Regions from separate parts of the Sus scrofa genome. Here region 1 is linked to region 2. Evidence: chromatin contacts called from public promoter capture Hi-C data. All regions are on one chromosome and are shown on one strand. The core of a region is the stretch at or near the end of the contact, and the rest is flanking DNA. Distances in the headings are between cores, read along the strand shown. Region 1 holds the start of PPA2 (inorganic pyrophosphatase 2, mitochondrial). Region 2 holds the start of GSTCD (glutathione S-transferase C-terminal domain-containing protein).

What was found. Promoter capture Hi-C pulls out the DNA fragments that hold promoters and counts their contacts.
Region 1: a contact with region 2 is called in a promoter capture Hi-C map of liver, with 4 times the contacts expected there. The contact joins the promoter of PPA2 here to the promoter of GSTCD in region 2. A contact is called at or near these places in 2 of 5 promoter capture datasets (fetal liver and liver) and 2 of 2 datasets of contacts at active chromatin or transcription factors (alveolar macrophages and skeletal muscle).

Annotation. Positions count from the first base shown.
Region 1 is chr8:116,247,186-116,250,845 of Sscrofa11.1, reverse strand. It overlaps PPA2 (inorganic pyrophosphatase 2, mitochondrial), which reads right to left and starts at 1,315. Exons shown (of 12, transcript XM_021101713.1): 1 at 1,070-1,315. The coding sequence starts at 1,250.
Region 2 is chr8:116,030,091-116,033,638 of Sscrofa11.1, reverse strand. GSTCD (glutathione S-transferase C-terminal domain-containing protein) reads left to right here and starts at 1,763. Exons shown (of 12, transcript XM_021101711.1): 1 at 1,763-2,009. The coding sequence starts at 1,808. INTS12 (integrator complex subunit 12) reads right to left here and starts at 1,775. Exons shown (of 7, transcript XM_021101712.1): 1 at 1,637-1,775.

The DNA.
Region 1 (3,660 bases), core at 66-2,565, 220 kb before region 2:
TAGTTCTCACAGCACTATTTTACAGATGAGGAAAAACTAAGGTTTCGCAAGATAAGGAAGCTCCTCCAAGGTCACAGAGCTAAGACTCCAGGACTCGGAGCTGAGATCTGAAAATCTCCACAGCTGGTGTCCCTAAAAAGTGGGCGATAAGGCAAGGCCGACTTCACAGAAAAAAGGTACCACTCCCTTCAGGGCTCTGAAATCAGAAGAGCATGAAGGCAATTAACCAACCCCCCTATTTCACGTCATGGCTAACCTTCACAGTGAAATATCAGGGTTATCATGGCTAACCTTCACAGTGAAATGAGAATAACGGACACCACGGTCATTTCCTATCTTAAGTCAGCCAGGTCAGTGCCCCAATTCGCTTTGCCCTCTGGGGCTGGCTCAATTTGGGGAAAAGGAGGGGCTACTGCAGAACCAAAGAGGTTCCTCCGGACTGTGGACCACATTCAAGGTGCAAACCTGGAATATCAATTCACTTTGCTGGGAGATCCTTCCTCAAGTCCCCGCCCCCCAGTGCCGAAACACAGCCGCTGGACCAGGCGTCTCCGAAGTTCCGCCAGCCTCTCCAATCGTTGGCGGCCCTTCCCAGCAGACGCTTTGTCACGCCCCCCAGGAGGGCGGGCTGGCGGGCGGACTGTGCCCCTCCGCGTTCACAACGAGGTTACGCGAAACCAGCACGGCGGCGGGAGCTGGGCAAACGGTCACCGGCGGCCGAAGGGTGACGGCGCGCTCCCACGCGCTCCGCCCCCGGCATGCGGAGGGCGGCTGGCTGCTTCTAAGACAACCTGGCGTGACCCCGCCTCCCGCTCTGCGCCTCTGCGCTCCGCGTTCGGGGACTTAGTCCGCCGCCCCAGTGTTGGCAGCTCAGCGCTGGCCAATCGCCGGAGGCTCGGCGCACCGCCCCCCCCCCCCACGCCCCAAGCGGGAAGGTTGCTTGGACCGCGCGGCCACTGCAGCGGGCCCGAAAGAAGGAGGAGATGGGGACCGCGCGGGGGGTACGGGGCACAGGTCCCATCGCGGGCCTCAGGCGCGCCGCGAGGTGGGGTTCCCGGGAACTACTTACTGAAAAAGAGACGGTAATCGGGCGAATGGGGCTGGCCGCGCTCTTCCGTGCGGTACAGAGCCATGGCGCGGCGCGGCCCGGGCCCTGCGCTAGCTCCCAGCGGCAGACGCGCGGCTGCGACAGCAGGGGCGCCGGCGCGCCGGATCCCACTTGTGCGCAGCAGCTGCAGCAGAGCACGCATGGCGTCGACCGCGGTCCAGCTTCGCGCGGGTGGTGCCGGGGACTGGCCCGGCCGCGCGCCGGCGCCTCCTACCGCCCGGAGTCTCCACTCCCGGCCGGGGGTTTATAACCCCGCCCCCGCCAGGCCGGGCCCTGGAGACTGATTATCGAAATTAGAGCGCCGAGCAAATTGCCGATAATGCACATTGTACCCGCAGCGAGGCCAGGGTTCAGAAGTGAACAGGAAAACGTCCACCACCCCTGAGGAGCTTACTGTTCTTTAATGCATATATGCCTACACTCCTTTCTCATCCAGTCGATATTTACTATCATTTTTTATTATAATTATAATATTGAGTGATTACTCTCTCCTAAGCATTGTTCTAGATCCTCTTCAATGTAGGACGCAAGCATGTGCACGCACAAAAATATCTGTAGGAGACGTAATGATAAGGCCTCCTTGCGAAGACTTGACCTTGACACTGATTTAAGTGGGCGGGCGGGGAACGTGTAACTTCCTCAGATGCCTTCTCCTCCATGAAGCCCTTTTGCATTTAACCCAAGTAGAGGTGATTTATATTTTCTTTTTCTTACATTTTCATTTATACAATGGCACTTCGTACTGTGCCTATGTGTTTTGTGAACTTAATCGCATTCCCTACTTCACCCTGCCGCTCCCTGGATTGTACAGATTACCAAATACTTGAGATTTGGGATTTAGGGAGTCCCATGGTGGCCTAGTGGGTTAAGGATCCATTGTCACTGCTGTGGTACGGCTTCATTCTGGCCTGGAAACTTCTGCTTCTCACGGGGGACGGCCAACCCCCCCCAAAAAAAAAATAAGAAAAATTTTAAAAGATTTGAGATTAAGTATTTTTGAAGGATGGAGCATCCATCATGCCTTCCTAGATAATGGCTCCTTTATTGTTGAGTCAAATTGTTCCTGGAACCCTTTTTCTACCAAATCGTTCTCATGTGAACTTCTGGTTATTGGCTTTCCAGAAAAAAATATGGGAACATTGTCCACAGGCACAGTCTTCATGTCTTCAGTCTTCTTTCAGTTTTTGTTTTTGTTTTTTTTTCTCATCTCAGTCCAAATGGCTTCCCCCTTGTCAAGGTTATGGGTGACTTTGTGGTCAAACATTAAGGTCAATTCTTGTAATAAATCAGAGTGGGAGAATCCAGAAGACAGCAGTAAATAAGATATTTAAAAGTAGAAATTAAAACTTTTAAAGAAAATTAAATATTTTGGTTATTCAGTCTATGACAACAAAAACAGGAAGAGCAGTAATTTTATGTTCTACAGCTGAAATTTATGTAATGTACATCAATGATACCTCAATAAATTTGTAATTAAAGATGAACTAAAAATAAATAGTAATTTTACAAAAGGAGGCAAAAAGTGCACTTATGATTTTTGCAAAAACTAAGTGAAATAGTTTTAATTAAAAGAAGTCATTTTAGAAATAATAATCTTGGGAGTTCCCCTCCTGGTGCAGTGGTTAATGAATCTGACTAGGAACCATGAGGTTGTGGGTTCGATCCCTGGCCTTGTTCAGTGGGTTAAGGATCCAGCGTTGCCATGAGCTGTGGTGTAGGTCGCAGACGCTGCTCGGATTCCGTGTTGCTGTGGCTGTGGTGTAGGTCGGCGGCTACAGCTCTGGTTCGACCCCAAGCCTGGGAACCTCCATATGCCACGGGAGCGGCTCAAGAAAAGACAAAAAATAGTAATAATAATAATAATCTCTTAATTTACTGTAATAAAAATTGGCTAATAAATGAAAGGTTATCAGGGAGTTCCCATTGTGGCTCTGCAAGTTAAGACCCAACTAGTATCCATGAGGATGTGAGGTCCATCCCTGGCCTTGCTCAGTGGGTTAAGGATCCAACATTGCCCTGAGCTATGATGTAGGTAGCAGATGCAGCTTGGATCCCATGTTGCTGTGGCTGTGGTGTAGGCTGGAAGCTACAGCTCCAATTCGACCCCTAGCCTGGGAACTTCCATATGCCGCATGTGCTATACAGTGAAGTGACTCAGTTATACATATATGTATATGTGTAATATATGTATATATTCTTTTCTCTTACTACCTCCCATCATGTTCTACCCTCAAGAGATTGGAGACAGTTCCCTGTGCTATACACTAGGACCTTGTTGTTTATCCATTCTAAAAGTAATAGTTTGCATCTGCTGATCCCAAACTCCAAGTCCCTCCCAGTCCCTCTCCCTCTCCCCTTTGGCAGCCACAAGTCTGTTCTCCATATTTGTGATTCTGTTTCTGTTCTGTAGGTAGGATCATCTGTGCCATATTTAGATTCCACATGTAAGTGATATCATATGGTATTTGTCTTTCTCTTTCTGCCTTAATTCACTTTATATGAGAATCTCTAGTTCCATCCATGTTGCTGCAAATGGCATTTGGCTCTTTTTT
Region 2 (3,548 bases), core at 514-3,013:
ACCTCGCTCAGTGGGTTAAGGATCATGCGTTGCTGTGAGCTGTGGTATAGGTCGCAGACGCAGCTTGGATCTGGCGTTGCTGTGGCTGTGGTGGAGGCCTGCAGCTACAGCTCCGACTGGACCCCTAGTCTGGGAACCTCCATAAGCTGCTGGTGCGGACCTAAAAGGACAAAAGACAAAAATAAATAAATAAATAAATAAATAAATAATAATAATAATAATCTTGCCCTCCCCTGGGAAATCTTGGAGTGCATTCTCAAGGTACTGGAACTTTCTACCTTGAACCACAGTCTTTTTTTTTCTGTTTTCTTTTTTTTGCACATTTGTTATATTCTCTATAAATCTCTGACTACTTTAAGGGGAAAGGCTATCTTTTTACCATCACGTTTGTATTTTGTAAAGTACCAAAAAATAATGGCCAAAGAATTATTAGAGATCAAAGGATAATAGTTTTTTTCCTTCTACACAATTCTAATCATTTCCAAAGTCCCTCTGCAATAAGCAACAAAAAAGAAACTCAAAGCTATTACCACCCTCCAGACTCCTCCCACCCCCAATCCCACCTCAAGCCCTCAAATATCAAAAAAGCAAAAACAATACAAAGCAGAAAACACCTTTTTCATGACATGGGATTTGTACAATGTTCCTATCTGCATTACTCTCTACCCAATCCTCCATGTGATTTAAATTCATTAACCCCACTAGACTGTAAACTCCATGCAAGAAGGGAATTCTTTTATTCAGAACTGTTACATACCTAGTGCTTGGAATTTAACATATTCTCAAAAATATTTGTTGAGTGAATGCACTAGGGTTTTTTTAAATGTCACTTTCTAGGGCTTCTGTGATTTCTCCAACCTAAATTGGGTATTCATATATAAATATATGCTTTCCTCTAGATCCCATTATCTATCTTACAAGCTAACATTAAAAGAAGTCCAAAGTTGGAGTTTCACGTGCACGAGATGAAGGAAGCTGAACCTATTCAGGCAGAGTGCAATATTGGGGTTGCCACCTCAATAACGGCTCTAGAAAGCTTTGCCCTTTGCAAACTCATGCAACTCATCCTAATAAATACCCTTTTAAAGATACTGCCCTTTTTATTCCTCCTGGATCTTGGCCCTGGATTACACTGATGACCTTAGGCACACATCCGGAAACGACAACAGGCGGAAAGAACCTAATTCCAAACCAACCAACCGACAGAAAATCTGAAAAACGACACTCAGAAAAGGAATATCAATCTTCTGATCAAAGGCAAGACCCACCGAAGGCCTAACATCGGGAAGGGTCTTGACAAGTGAGCCCAATGAAGATGAGAGGAGGCAGAGGGAGCTGCACAGAGAAGTCGCCAAAACCTTCCGAGGAAGGTCCGAGACAGGGTTCCAAGGTCCCAATCCCTGGGGCTGTAACCTCGGTCCGCTGACCCCAGCCTGCAAAACCTTCGGGGGAAGCACGACCCCAACTGTAAGGGGAGAATGGTCAGACTGGGCATTCGACCGCCTGCAAATTATGAGTTTCCTCACAAGAGGCGAGGAAACTAAGACCGCACAGTACTACCGTCCCACTTCACCCCTCGCGGAGGTCTCAAGCCTCCCAGAGGCGGCTGGGAACCGAGGGGCTCGTCGCAACTCACCGCTCCGCCCCGCTGCTCCGTCCGTTCCCGGTGGCCTGACGAACAGGTCCCAGCACTAGCCCGCCGGGAGAGCGGAAAAACAAAAGTTCCCGCAGCAGGGTCGACTGGGGAACGTTTTCACTGTGCGACGGGAGGAAGTGACGTAACCACCTTCTTCCGGTGCGCCGGATTATGAATGACGGCAGGTGCTGCTGTTTCCCCGGCGCTGCTTCTGTTGTTTTTTTCCCTGCCGCGTGGAGCTGCGAGCGGTCTGCAGGCGAAGACTTCCTAAAGCGACCTCGGGAAACCCGGCTCGGGCGGGGCGGGAATGCGCTGGCGGCCAGTGTTGACACGTTCACGCACCCTCCCTGCCTGGCCGCGCCTCTGCGACCAGGTAAGGAGGGCGCTCGCGCCGCCGGCTCCTCAGTCCTCAAGACCCTGCAAAGACTCCTCTTTCATCCAGGGACCGGCAGGGTTGACGATGCGAAGAAGGGCGGGAAGAGTGGAGGGGTCCGGGCCCCTTCGCAATTTTTCCAGGGCCAGTCCCCATGGCTTCATTTACTGAAGGGGAAAGGAGCAGCTTCCAGTTGCAGCAGTCTGTTCGGTCGTTCGCCATTTGCTGCTAAGTGTAGTTAAGACCTCTTGGGTCACTCTTTTAACTTTTATCTTTTTTTCTACTGAGTTTTCTATTCCAGCCCTTCCTCATTGGAGAAAGCAGTAGTATGTGAATACTACCTAACAGTTGCTCCAAAGAACCCCCTACATTTTGGGCGATTTGTTTCTGCACTACCATCAAAGTAGCGTTTCACTTTGGTTTAAACTCCTATAGAAAGTTTGGGTTTAACTTGCATGAAAATTGCTTTTACTTCAGAAACGTTTACTAATACACGTACTTCCCACACCAATTCTACTTGGTTTGGGATTAGGTGACTGTTTGTTTGTTTCGGCTTTTTAGGGACACACCCTTGGCATATGGTAATTCCCAGACTAGGGGTCCAATGGAAGCTACAGCTGCCGACCTACACCACAGCCCTAGCAATGGGATCCTTAACCCACTGAGGCCAGGGATCAGACTAGTGTCCTCATGCACACTAGTCGGATTCGTTACTGCTGAGCCACATCGGGAACTCCTTTTCCCCTTATTCCCCCCCTTTTTTTTTTTTTTTTTTTTTTTTTTTTGCTTTTTAGGGCCACAGTCTAGGCATATGGAAGTTCCTAGGCTAGGGGTGGAATCTGAGCTATAGCCACCAGCCTAATCCACAACAACTCAGGATCCGAGCAAAGTCTGTGACCTACACCACCACTCAGGGCAAGGTGGGATCTGCGACCCACTGATTGAATCCATATCCTATGGATACTAGTCAGATTCATTTACACTGCGCGGCAATGGGAACTCCGCCGATACTCTTAAGGTCATGATCTCTTAATGCCGGGAGCCCATTCCTTGTCATAAGTTCTTGCCAACATTTAATAATAGATCTTGTGCTAAATTATTTAAGAAAGGTAGAGTATGTTTACATTTTTCTAAGCTTATCTAGGAACAGTGTTTAAAGGAGAAAAATGCAAAAGCTGGCAAGACTAGTGGTGTGACAATATAAACATTAACCATGGCCATTTAAATATTATGAAAATAAATTCTTTGCTATAAATTCAATTGATTGATTTGCTGTTGTATTTAATAAATCCAACATTAAGCTCTGGGACTTTTTTTAACTACCTGGTGGAGAATATACTCTACTGAGATGATTGCCTTAAGCATACTCATTATTTGAAATTGTTTGAAGGCATTGTTTTAAGAGGCCTAACTTCCAAAATAAATCTGCGAGAAAGTCAGTGAGATTTGAAAAGAAATTTTTTTTTTACACTTCTCTTACCTGTTTGCTTTAAACAAAATTCGAACTTAAACTTTTTATATAGTAGTGGGTTCATCAAG